Regions from separate parts of the Gossypium hirsutum genome. Here region 2 is linked to region 1. Evidence: chromatin contacts called from public Hi-C data. All regions are on one chromosome and are shown on one strand. Each heading gives the region's core, a stretch centred on a gene start, on an enhancer-like site or on the middle of the called end of the contact. The rest is flanking DNA. Distances are from core to core; before and after follow the strand shown.

Region 1 (7,138 bases), core at 3,269-5,768:
ATGCTTTTTAACATGCTCTTCATTTGTTGTTGATCTTTTTTTGCCAACTAATTCTAATTAGTTGTTCTCTCTATTTTCGAAGTGCTTGGTCAGATCAATAACCTGTGAAATTATTAAGAAAGAAAATTTTACATAAGAATGTTTAGATGTCTTCACCTGATTAATTATTGTTCTAGATATTATTAATAGATAGGTTGTTTATAGTTGTGCAAGACATTAGCCTTAGGTGGGAGGCATGGGTAGAAGGGGGGAGCATTTTTGCTTTTTTTCTTCTCTCCCCCTCTCTTTGTGTTTAACATGGATCCAAACTTTTGAAGATATATTTTTCAGTGCGTAAGTGGAATTGCATTTATTAGCATGGATAAATTGTCAAACAAGGGTTAAGATGTATGATTTTTCTGTCTACTGTAGGCCATGTAAACTAAGGTGTGAATATGACAGGTTAGTCATAGCAGCTCCTCTAATCTATAAGGTACAGATGGAAATAGACTAACAATGCATAAACAAAAGCAAAGAATCTGACCGATAGAAAAATGTTAATGGCATTTTACGACTGTTAAAAAGCTTCCAAAAGATAAGTACCAAGAAATGTCCTAAAAGAATCCAAAATAGGCTAAAGCATGTTTGGTGTTATCAAAACTGATTCCACCTCTAATGTTTAATATGTTATGCCGTTGTGTAAACCAAGAAGCAGTGATGTTCATGCTTGTTGAAATTATTTGATTGAGATTGTTGAAACTATACTTTTTCATTATATTAATGTGAATCTAATAGAGAGTTGGTCTTTATACATTTATTTTGTACAGTAATAGACATTTTTCATTCATAAACATTTGTTAATATTTCAGGCAGTTCTTGAGAAGCAGAGTTATATGGTCGTTGGAAGGCATGATATTGACAAATTGATGCGACGTGATCCAGCTAGTGCATGCTTACCGAATGCACTTGGTCAGTCAAATATGGGAAATATTGTTTCTGATATGGAAAGTATGGAGATTGAATCAGAACTAAATGAACTCCTCTTAAATTTGCGTCCTATTAGGCAGGTACATATGTTGGGTGATGACTTATGCCCTACTGTTTCAAAATTTCCTTCGAGTAAATAGCTATGTACTGTTTAATCCCAGAAAAAGGTAACTTATTATGCATCTGAGCTTGACTTGCTAGTGAAACTTAGGTGCCACCTTTTGTATAAATTGAAATTTGATGTTGTTTAAGTATAAATTGAAGGTAGTCATTCTCTCTTAACACATTTTGTGCAGGATAATCTAATCCGTGATGACCATAAACTTGTTTTGCTGGCATCCCTGAGTGATTCATTGGAGTTTGTTGCAGACTCCATCGAAAGGCAAGTTCTTTCATCTGGCTTGAGTTGGTATTGGATTTAATATGCAATGTTCGTGAAGCAACAGTGGGTGTTAAACAGTAGTTTATGAGGATATAGGGAGTTATTAATAAAATTGACATGTGCAGCTTGAGATCTATTCCCTGGATTCTAGCACATGGATCTTGATGTTTACCTACATGTACCAAAGCTTTATGATACCCCTATAAGTTTAGAAAGTAGCTTTTTTTGTTCTTCTATGTGATTCAACCACGTATTTCTAGATCCAAATAATTGGTGAGATAATGTGATTAATATTTGTAACCAAATATTTTGTATATAGGAGTCATGATAGGAAATTGATTTTTCTAAACCTAAAGCTGTATGTGCAACTTAATAGATCTTTGCATCGAAGGAAAATAAAATGTTACAGAGCATTAATTTCACAATCTTTTCCCCCCTTTTTTTCCCTGCCATATATATACAAAGAATAATATCTTCCTATCCAATATACATCATTTCAATAATAGATCCTTCTGCAAGAATGATGTCATGATAGACAAATATGATTTTGAGTAACTTCCTATCCAATATATTTTCTGCTATCTCATACATTTAAAAAAAATATGTATTGAATATGTAGACTTGTACAGTCGACCCCACTAGCAGCACTAAACAATGTGGAGACTAGCAATAAACAAACAAGCAGTTCACCAGCTAGGGATCTGGCATCATTTGCAGATGAGTACAGAAAACTAGCTATTGATTGCTTGAAAGTTTTACGGGTGGAGATGCAGCTGGAGACAATTTTCCACTTGCAGGTTTGTACAAATAGCTTAATTTTAGATATACTTGAAGAATCACTATGCGGTGAAGGCACCTGTAGGTAACCAAGCATTATGGCTCCAACAGGAAATGACATCTAGGGAATACCTGGACAACCAGGATGCGGAAGAGCCTGATGACTTTGTTATTTCACTTACTGCACAGGTTATTTTCTCCATTTCTTATTATCTTGTAGCTTGTTTCAGTTTTAAACTTCTAATGATAATTGTCCATCAGTTCATGCTCCTATACTCTGTTGCTCCATCTTTTCCTTTTCTGAAGTACCCACATCCAATACTTATGTTCAAACATATAATGGAATAGGGTATGGGGGATATGACTCTCCAAGGAATCTTCAAATACATTGAAAAACTTAGAAATAAATTAAACATACCCATGAAAGATGGGTATCAACATCCAACACTGACACCCAAGTCTGGAAATATGGACTCCTATAATCTATCAAGTTGTTATGTACTCAGTGGGTAAAACCTCATGGGGAAATTCAATTTGAATGTTGGCTTAATATGAAGGATTGTTCTACCATTTCATGTTCAGCTGTTTGTTTGGTATCTTATTTATTTGTTTATTTTTACATGTCTTTTTTAATTTTATGGTTATTTGGTAAGTAGTGGGCATCTTTCCCTGTAACTTCTTTTGAAAATAAAAAGCAGCTTGGGTCAGCTGTTTGATTTTACCTTTGATGACTATTAATGAGAAGCATCATTTAAATTTGACTTTCCATTTTCTCTGTGTATAGATAACACGCAGGGATGAGGAAATAGCTCCTTTTGTTGCTGGAGTGAAGCGTAATTATATTTTTGGTGGAATATGTAGCATTGCTGCAAATGCATCACTTAAGGTTGGAGTTCATTGTTAACTTTGATTCTAATTTGATCATTGTTCAGATTAGTTTTTATTTAGTGTATTATCTCTATTCCTCTAACAATGTGAAATTACTTCTGGATAGGCTTTGGCTGACATGAAATCGATCAATTTGTTTGGAGTTCAGCAGATATGTCGGAATTCAATTGCTCTGGGACAGGTCAGTATGTCTTTATTTTCAGATGGGATGGGATGGGATGGGGTGGGGTAGTGCGATGGCATTTATTTTATCTTTGAAGGTGCTTGAAATAATATGACAGTATTCCCATTTTTTCTCTAGCTCATCCGCTTTACTATGCAATTCTGTTGTGATTTTCTCGTCTGTTGAGTCCATTCTCAAGTTTTCTTTATATGAAGATTACAGTCTTGAATTTTCCCTTACAAGCAAACTCTCATCTTGTCTTATGTTGCTCCAACTCTTCATTTTTCTTGAACCATGTCTGACACCCAAGTAATACACATTTTCGGCCATGCGAATGTGACCCTCCAAGCAGTAAAAATTGTCCGAGAAAGTAACAGTTCCGTATGTGCAAAAATCATTTTACACTTTCTCCTCGCTTTCATCTTTTTTACCTTTACTTTTCTCATACAAAAGGATAATTGGCTCTTATGAAAAAGGGTATACATTATTCTAGCATCAGTCGCATAACCCTATCCTTCCATGCAGCCTTGCTTGGTTTTGCTTTATGGTCTTAATGTTTTGCCGAGAGTTTGAATGAAAATAAGTTCCAAAGCTTTTCCGAAATTCAACTGGTTCAGATGTATCCTTCTGATTTAGGTTTTGCATGTACGAAATGATCCTGATTTTACCATCTCTGCTGTCATTACAGGCCCTTGCAGCTATCCCTTCAATTGACAGCGAAGCTGTACAACAGAGACTTGATCATGTCCGAACCTATTATGAACTGTTAAATATGCCATTCGAGGCAAGCTATTGGAACTCATAGTCCATTTTGTTGGTGGTGAATAAACTTTTATGCCATTCCAATTTATTCATACTTTCCTTGATTGCAGGCCTTGGTTGCCTTCATTACCGAGCACGAGCACTTGTTTACAGCTGCAGAGTAAGTAGCGTGAACTAATATCTTCTAGTTGAAGCAAAATATTTGGCATTAGTTAAGTGACAAATTATGCTTCGTTTTGACAGGTATGCTAATCTTCTAAAAGTCCAAGTCCCTGGAAGGGAGATACCTCCTGATGCACAAGATCGAATATCAGAGATTTTATCACGTTAGCAGTTGAAGTGGCTTGATTTATATCTTCCAAATCATATGATCTTTGCTTGCATAGTTAATTTCTGGTGTCCCTATCAGTACAGCAGAGTGTGTGGGTCATGCTCCAACTACGGGTATTGTTTTGTGGAATGCCAGAGAGACGAGGTTTGTTTTATTGCATTCGTAGTTATAATTTGTTATTGGTGTAGTATCAATTTTGTGAGCTGCGTGTTTCTCCGATTATATTTATTGCTGGTTGTGGACATTCTACATCCCAACTTCCAACTGCTATAGGAAGTCCAAGTTCGATAAGAAACATCTATTTTTTAACCCATGTGGCCTCTCAACATCCATCTAACAACTTCCGCAAAAAAGTTGCACCTGAATTCAGATAAAATGGTAACTAGATGTGTGGAAAAAACCAGATCAAGAACCGATGAACCAACCGTTATAAAACTGGTTTTGGACTAAAGAAGGTACAGAACAATAAAGAGAAGTCTCTATTTTTATTTATCAATACAAAATTTCAAATGAAATAAAATTTTACGACATTAAAGTGTATTAAACTTCTCTTGATAGACATTTAGTTTACAAGAAAATATTTACAACACTGTAAAAATCTTGTTAGTGAAGGAAAGACGGTAAACATATTCTCATTAAAAATCTCATCGAGAAAATTTAGTGAGACAGAAGTTTAGTCAAAGGGAAAGAAAGGTATAGTGTGTTTCTACTTTCTTTCATAATAACATCGAATGGATTTGATAAACATTTAGAAGTTGTGAGAGAGAAATTCTTATTTTAATTTCTTGACGAGTTTTAACAATAATCATGAACTTTCAATAATTTTAAATATGTTCAAATTAAAACAATGTATAGGTATTGAACAATCTTTTAGGAATTTTTATATATATTCAGTATTCTAATTTTTCTAAGAATATATTGTACAACAATCATTAGATCATTAGATGCATGGCAAAAATTTTGTGAATTATATGTAAAGGTGCTTTCCACATAATACTCAAAATTCTTGGTGAGGTGAGCGGTTAGAATGAAGAAGATTTGTACTTGGAGTGTGGGTTGAAAGCCATTTGGGTTTTAGACTTTCGGTAAATTTTGTTTGCTTTCATGAGCTGAAACAAGAAATCCATTTAATGAAGTTCTTGGTCGGGTCCAAGGAAATTTGTATTAATGGACGAGATAAAACTGAAACAAAATTTGAGAATTAAAGCTGAAATTTGTGTGCTAAAATAATCTTAGTTGAAATTTCTTAAAAGAACCATTTAAGTACAAATTAAGAATTTAATTTAGTTACTGATTTTTAAGAGAGAATAACAGGGGCAAAGCCCTACAAGATGAACAATTTATTTATTTATTTTTAATTTTTTTAAAAATATTTTATTTTCACAAAGGTGAAGGACTGAATTATTAAAATGCCATTAAAAGGGTAGTTTTGAATTTTGAATGATAAAAGTTTATAGATCGAGGATATATTACACAGGGCTCGAGCTTTCTTTATCATTTTAAATGACATAACAAACTTAATTATAGGGCCAAGTAACTAAATAAATTATAGTACATGTGACAAAAAATAAATATGACACTATTCTCAAAATCTATTTATAATCTATCGAGTATATAGGATATACTAGTGTCATAAGACTAGAATTTTCGTTCACAATTTGTGCGGCATTAGGAAATTTCTTCGTTTTAAATGCGTCTAAGTCAGCCTAACTCTCGTAAAGTGAGGATTCTCATAGAATTCCTAAGGCACCAAAATATAGCAAGCGCAATCTCAAAGATAAAAGAAGCTAGACAGAGCAAAAAAGCAATGCATAAGGTGTTTGAGTAAATGCTCTTAATATATTTTTTAGCTCAAAGAATAAAATACAATTGATGATTACAAATGAAGGGGTGACTCTATTTATAATTGAGCTCTCCCAAAACAGAAAGTATAGATTAAGTTACTTTGACGGACAAGATCGAAGCCTATCTATAATTAAGGGATTTACACAATCTCAAGATTACAAATTTTATCGGATTACAAATCTTCTAAAATTACTTTCTTTATTTACTAAGGTAGCCTTAATTTCCCAAAAGTGCTTCGTTGGGCCACCAAGACTTCACATGGATGTGCTTCATCACTTGTTCTTTGAATTGAGTCAGTTCAAGTGGGTTAAATGAATCTCATTTAATATGTAGACCTCCATGGGACGTTCTTTGTGCTTTGGTTACGGGCTTTAAATCGCGACTCGTGACTTTTCCCTCACCCATTCTCGCAATGCCCTCATTGCGTTTTCGAAATGACATTGGTTTGATTCGCCTCAAAACTTTCTCAACACCTTAGCCCTTCCCGACTAGTCTCACTAATCCCGTCATTTGGAACCTTTGCCTCAACTTCCATCGTCTCTTAACTCAAATAGTTTCACTCGTTGGTACATCTCGTTTGCAAGAGCACGCCACTTTTACTCGCCCACATGACGTGCCTTAATTGAGATTCCCTTGATCTGTGCGCATCTACTTCAGCATGCCCACGTTGAACACCGGGTTAACTTTGAGTATTCCTGCTAACTCTCATTTGTAAGCCCCTCGGCTTACCCGCTTCAAAACTCTAAAAGGGTCCCTATGTCTTTACAAAGCCAACGGTAAGTCAAAATGAAAAACACTACTAAGGTGTTTGAGATGTACCTTGCTCGTTGTATTTACTCTTCTCAACTTTTCAGTTTGCATCACTACTTTACCCCAAAGTCTGATGCACAACCTACCTCTCTCATAGGTGATAGCTCCATTGATAGCTCAACTAGCTATTTATTGGTTTTTTGCTCCACTAGCATTTTCAAAGGGGTTTTTTTGGCACTATGATCTACCGAGTCAATGTTCCTCCTATACAAAA
Region 2 (6,367 bases), core at 2,169-4,668, 38 kb after region 1:
CTCTATAAGACATAGTGTTTATTTAGAATAAATCAATGATTGTGCACAAATTTCCGATTTAGTCATTCAAGTATAAAAATATTACAATTTCATCAACTAATTATTTGTGATTGTGTTTCGTTACTAGCAGAGCTGAAAGTTACAATTTGACATATGTATAAATAATTTGCAATTATACATTTATAAAAAACACATTATGCCAATTTGTACATTACGTATAAATAATGTGTTTTTATATATTACTAGATATTTTTAATTAATCTATTAATTAGAAGTCAAATTAACTTTTAATAATAATTAAAATTTATTTGTAAAAGTAAAATATGAAAATAAAAAGTTGGAAAGAATATACATTTTGAGTGTAATTGATAGATTAGAAATGGAAAAGGCAAAAGGAGTATATAAGCCCTTAAATTTTGGGGAAAAATCAATTAAGTCCTTTCGCAAAAAATGCACTTAGTTAAGTTTTAAACTCTCAAATTACATCAAAAGTCTTTTGATTAACGTTTTTCGTCTTTTACTATTTCAATGCTGATGTGACACTCCATATTTGCGATAGTTATTGATGTGGCAATGCCAAGTTAGTTGCCATGTCAGAAAAAAAAAGAATTAAAAAATTAAAAAATAAAATTTTTATTTAAATATTTTTACTGGAATGAACCTAGACAACCCTTTGTCCAAGTTGATTTTAGACTTAATTTTTTAATTATAAAAAATTAATTTCTTTTAAAAGTTAAAATTTTATAAATTTGTAAAACACTATTAAAATTTACAAAAATATTAAATAAAATAAAAATTAATAAAATGGTAAAGGGTAAAAAAATCTCAATAAAAAACAAAAAAATCAATTGGTCCCTTCCATTAATGGAAATTGTTAGTTGACTAGTTTGACCATTAATTGTATGACATGGGAATTATGTGAATTTTGTTCAATTTTAGTGTATTGGCAATTTAGCATAAATTGACGTTGTGGAGCCTAATTATGCAATAATTTGGTAAATGTGTGCTTAATTAAATTGTGAATCGATGTATTTGCTAAATTGAATTAAGAATTGTGGAAATTGAATTGATTTTGATAATTGTGGTATGCTTGGATGATGAATGCATGAAATGCTCGAGGATAAACCTCGATTAAATGGGGGAATTTTATAGACTTGATTGACATATTTTTATGATTTATTTTAATTGATTTTAGACATGTGTTTTGCTAATTTTGATACTTAATTTATTATTTTCTATGTAGGTATAATAATTGTCTAATTTGTGGGAGAACAATTCTAGCTTTAGGTTGATAATTAATCTGGTGTTTGAATTGTGAGACCTTAAATCGTATATATATTTCTAATTTTGTATTGATTAATTTTTCAATTTATGAGATAGATTTAGTCATTTCACAATATTATTTTAATATCAAAATTGAGAAGGGACCCTTGATTCTGTGTTAGACGGCATACAGTTGGTGAATTGGTACGATCCGTAATTGTCATATTCATCTCACTGAAGAACAATTTGATGTGACCAACTGAATGAATAGTTGGATCTGTTAAAGGAGTTAACAATCAAGTTTAAATGACCAACGCAGTTGAGGTTGTTGATTTGTCGAGTCCTTCTAGTTTGCAAGACTGCCAAAAAATTTGTGATAGTTGATTTTAAGGTTATTTGCTTGGTAAAAGTTAACTATTGAACAGTTTCAATAGTTAATTTACGTAGAGAAAGGTTGGTGATTTGAAGTTGTTCCTCGTCACTATAATTGACTTATAAATTGGAGGAGAAAATCTATTATTGTCCAAGATCAATTCTAAGTCAAAGTCAAAATCGTGCTTGAAGTTGGAGCTTTCATCTTATTGGTTTATTCAATTTTAATTTTGTTTGCTTCTTTTATTATTTTCACAGATTCGTATTATTTTTTAATATAAAATTTTATAAAATTAATCAGTTTAGTCTTTATGGAATTGAACTTTGTAAATACTTTTAGAAAATTGTTAATTAAAATTGTAAAAATTATAATCCAAAAAAATAAATTTATAATATTTATGTTTTTTTATGTATTTTATATTTTTATATAAATAGATTTTGACATAAAAAAATTAAAACTAATAATAGTATTGGCATTATAAATTTTACAATTTTCATTTAACAATTCTTTTACAATGATTTAAGAATTTTAAAGTTACAAAGTTAGGTTGCAATAGGAATTTTAATAATAGTTATAGGTTTTGGTAGTTATAAAAATATTATTATATAAATAGATATGTTGTTATATATTATAGTTATTTATACTATTTATTTAGTGTTTAAGTGAGTTAGTGTCACCTTAAATTAGGTCACCAATTTCATTAGAAAATTATAAAAATATCTTTCCCTAATTAAAATAAGTTATACGATTTAAGAGTATTTTAGTCTTTTCATTTTAATAAAAACTAAATAAAACAGCAAATGGTGAGATTTAAACCAATGTCAATTGAATTAGTAAAATTTTAAATTTATCGCTCAACCAAAATTTCATTTTAATATAATTTATATATTGTTATTTTAATATGCACAAGTTATTATCTCCATTAGTTGTATATATTAAAAATTATTGTTAATTGAGTTGGTGTTACAAACTAACTTCATATTAACTCACAATTAATGACAAAATCGTAATAAATAATTGTATTGTATTTAATATTGTTTATCTGATATATTTATGTGTTTAAATTTCGTTTTACTCGTAATTTAATCTAATTTTTTTTTATTATGATTAATTATTTTTAAACTACACGTTTAATTATTTATTATTTGTTATTTTTAAACATGCATCTATATTCTAAATTCGTAATTTTAATGTAGATATACATGTGATATGATTTCTAATATTGTTATATATGTTATATAAATATATTTTAGAATTGATGACGAGGCGCATTGCCCTCGAGCGTATGGCATAGCCTCCCGCTTGAGGCTCGAAACGAGTGGGTTTATTTCAGACACTTGCAGCTCTTGGAGTGTGCTCGGAAGAAAGCAGGTGTGACAGCCATGGCGAAAGAAATGATTGTTTAGTAAGGAGCCACATAAATCATGTTCATGTTTGTTCTGCAAAATGCATGTCTGAGGCACACCGAGGTCTGCTCTTTGATTATATGAGAAGCAGAAGAATAAAGTAAAACCATGGTCCTGTTTGGAAACTGCAAGGTTGGGAACTTCATGCCACAAGTCCTGGAACTTAAATATGCTATTGGCACCAAAGTAGTAAAAAAAGGGTGAACCCTCCATTTGTACACTTTCTGTTGCCCTGCAAATTGGTGGAAAACAGGGCATCCCATCAACCCAAGTCTCATCTTCAAGCTGGGATTCGGAGATCAGTCAATGGGTAGCAGTGATCCATATTAGTTTTTACATAAATAAATAGCATAAAGTACAAATTAAGCCATGCTTCCAAAAACAAATGGAACAGAATCAATAGCTTCTCTTATGGAGCGCCATATTCAAAAATTTGCCAACAATTCCGGGGCATCCCCACAAAATTCCTTTAACAAGTAGAAATTACAGTATAGTTCCAACATTCTTGGAAAATCCCCTCTACTGAATCGTAACATGAAATTCTAAAATATGAAGAAAAAACAAGTGTTAGTCTCACATTATTAACGATCCATCCTCACCAGCCCACACTTTGAAAACATAGAAAACGACGGCCTCTCCTTTTCTCTCTCCCTTTTTCAGCTTTCTTAGAGAAAAGAAAATTTTCAAGGGGGAAAAGAAAATTTGCTTCAAGCTTTATTTATTTATTTATCCTTAAATATAATGGTTTAGGGGAATTTAGTTTAATTTAATATTATATGCTGTCTCTTTCTTTCTCTATACTCTGCAGCAGTTAGAGAGAGAAAGCTTGATCGAAACAGATCTCTATTCCATCCAACTCGACCCACTCTTCTTTTTCTCTTCCAATTTCGCATCGGTTTCTCGTTCAATTTCTCTTCTTTGTCTTTTTTTCGGGTTCCTCTGTTTACATAGAAGGAAAAGAGAAAGGAAAGAAATGATGGTGGTCTAATTGTTTGCTTTGTTGGTGGAAAATTGAGTTTGCAATTAGGGTTTATGGGTGTTTTGGGAATTAAGCTTTTTATGTGAAAATCCAGATTGGTTTAAGCGTTTCGAAATTGGAAGAACGAAGAACTGAGAGGTGTTTTTATATGAGAAAGGATTGATTGATTAGAGAAAATATGATAATCAAGCGCAATCTGAAATCCCAAATGCCGAGTCTAAAACGATGCAAACTCGGCGACTCTGTTGGTGAAGATGAAGATAACTCGGGTACAAGTCGCAAGAAGCGAAAAATCAACTATTATTATCCTCTGACTCTCCTCGGAGATGTCGCCGCAGGCATAATTCCGGTCAGTCTCCACTATATTATAGCCTCCGGAGAGCTTGAGAAGGGTTTCGCTGCTTCATGGAACACCGAAGTCTCGTGCTCTCCTGATGAAGTGGAGTCTAAATCCAAACGCTCAGATTCGTCCAAGCCAAAGAACCGAACAGTGGAGATTGCTCGGCCTCCGTTGGTGAGGACATCGAGAGGGCGAGTTCAGGTACTTCCTTCACGGTTTAACGACTCTGTTATTGAGAGTTGGAAGAAAGAAAGTAAAACTAGCTTGCATGATCATAGTTTCGATGAAGATGAAGATGACGATGATTTTGAATGTAAAAAGGATAAGTACAGTTTTAAATCTTCTAAAAATTGTAAGCAAAACATGAAAAACCAGCGAAACAAGGAAAACAAAGGTTATAAAGGGAGAAAATATACTACATTGTGTGAGGAAGATGACAGAGAAGCAGGGTATGGTAGGTCTTCTGGAATTGGGAAGTACTCAAGTTTCCGGAGTTCCTTAACTTCAGTGCATGAGCAGTTAGTTGGAGAGTATGAGAAGAATGCGAATGGGGTTCTCATTGTTGATTTAACAACCCAGGGCCAAGCTTCAAGGGAGAATGGTGAGAAGGAAGATGGGTTGTATGGGCCAGAGGATTTCTATTCGGGGGATATAGTGTGGGCAAGGCCAGGGAAGAGGGAACCGTGTTGGCCAGCTATTGTTATTGATCCAATGACACAAGCTCCTGAGCTGGTTTTGAGGTCTTGTATCCCTGAGGCAGCTTGTGTGATGTTCTTCGGACATTCTGGAAATGAGAATCAGAGGGTACTGATTACTTTATAATTAGAGCTTGTTTAACAGTTTATGTTTGGGAACTTATTTACTTGTGGGATAGTCATTAAGTATGTTACTTTAAATGATATTGGACAGGATTATGCATGGGTCAGGCGGGGGATGATTTTCCCATTTGCAGACTTTCTCGACAGGTCTGTAGATTGTTTTTTTCTTGAGGCAATTGATTTTTTATTGTGTAGCTGGTATGTGCTTAGGTAGAGTCTGCTTAGTGTAGGTTCCACGAGCAGCCTGAATTGGCTAGGTGCAAGCCTAGCGATTTCCAGTTGGCAATGGAAGAAGCTCTTCTGGCAGAAGAGGGATTTACTGAGAAGTTGATGGACGATATAAACATCGCAGCTGGGAATCCAGCTTATGATGAATCTATTCTTAGATGGGGTCAGGAGGCTACTGGGTCAAACCAGGATCTGGGCTATTGCCTTCCTAACCAGGCAAGTTGCTGTGTAAAAAGTTCAGGCTTGTTTTCTTCTTATCTTTTTTCTTTGGGATCAAATTTAACGACATTTCAAAGGCCTTCATTTACCTTAACTTTTGGAATTCCAGCCACTCTCAGGAAAGAAAGGCTATTTGTTTGTATCTTGTCTTGGGGAATCCGTTTGCATCTTATCTTTAGTGTAACCTTAGTTCTCTCTCTTTTGGTGCCAGTGTTTAGAACAATTTTGAGCTCCTTATTGTTTGACTTAGTCTGCATAAAAATAAATTTCAATAACTTATTTTTATGTATTTGTCTAAAACAATTGGATCATATAGGTTAAGGTGCAGGGTTGAAGTTGTTCCTTCTAGTCTTCAAAGTCTATTGAATGTAATATTTGCAGGGCTTGTTTGGGAAATGTAAGGATGCAAGATTTTGTGAAAGCTGTGGCATGACGCTCCCATTTAAAATGGGAAAGAAAATGAAAGCATCAACTCCTGGAGGCCAATTCCTGTGTAAAACATGTGCTAGGGTTTGTGGCTACACCTTTTTTGCTTCTTAAATTATGTTTCCACTGTTTTTTTTTTGTTACTTTTCAGAACTATATGCTTTTTTATTGCAGTTAACAAAATCTAAACATTATTGTGGCATTTGCAAGAAAATTTGGAATCAATCAAACAGTGGGAGTTGGGTAAGGCAACATAGAAACTTGAGTTTTGATTTCTTTTCTTGCTGCTATTGAGCAGATTTTATTTTTAATACT

What was found. A called contact is a pair of places that touch in the nucleus more often than the background predicts.
Region 2: a Hi-C map of leaf shows a contact between it and region 1, with 2.8 times the contacts expected there. The contact joins the promoter of LOC107937631 here to the enhancer-like site in region 1. A contact is called at or near these places in 12 of 34 Hi-C or Micro-C datasets (anther, callus, hypocotyl and 3 more).

The regions. Positions count from the first base shown.
Region 1 is chrD04:477,348-484,485 of Gossypium_hirsutum_v2.1, forward strand. It overlaps LOC107937621 (exocyst complex component SEC8), which reads left to right. Exons shown (of 27, transcript XM_016870534.2): 19 at 849-1,046; 20 at 1,263-1,348; 21 at 1,968-2,145; 22 at 2,237-2,314; 23 at 2,910-3,011; 24 at 3,120-3,194; 25 at 3,865-3,960; 26 at 4,049-4,098; 27 at 4,182-4,578. The coding sequence ends at 4,269. Among protein-coding and RNA genes, the nearest start is that of LOC107937615, 15 kb to the right of the region's middle. Within about 2 kb of position 4,519, at least 1 of the 9 cell types and tissues checked has an H3K27ac peak or open chromatin away from gene starts, as enhancers often do.
Region 2 is chrD04:516,109-522,475 of Gossypium_hirsutum_v2.1, forward strand. LOC107937631 (histone-lysine N-methyltransferase ATX5) reads left to right here and starts at 3,419. Exons shown (of 23, transcript XM_016870553.2): 1 at 3,419-5,165; 2 at 5,271-5,326; 3 at 5,410-5,623; 4 at 6,008-6,136; 5 at 6,227-6,295. The coding sequence starts at 4,200.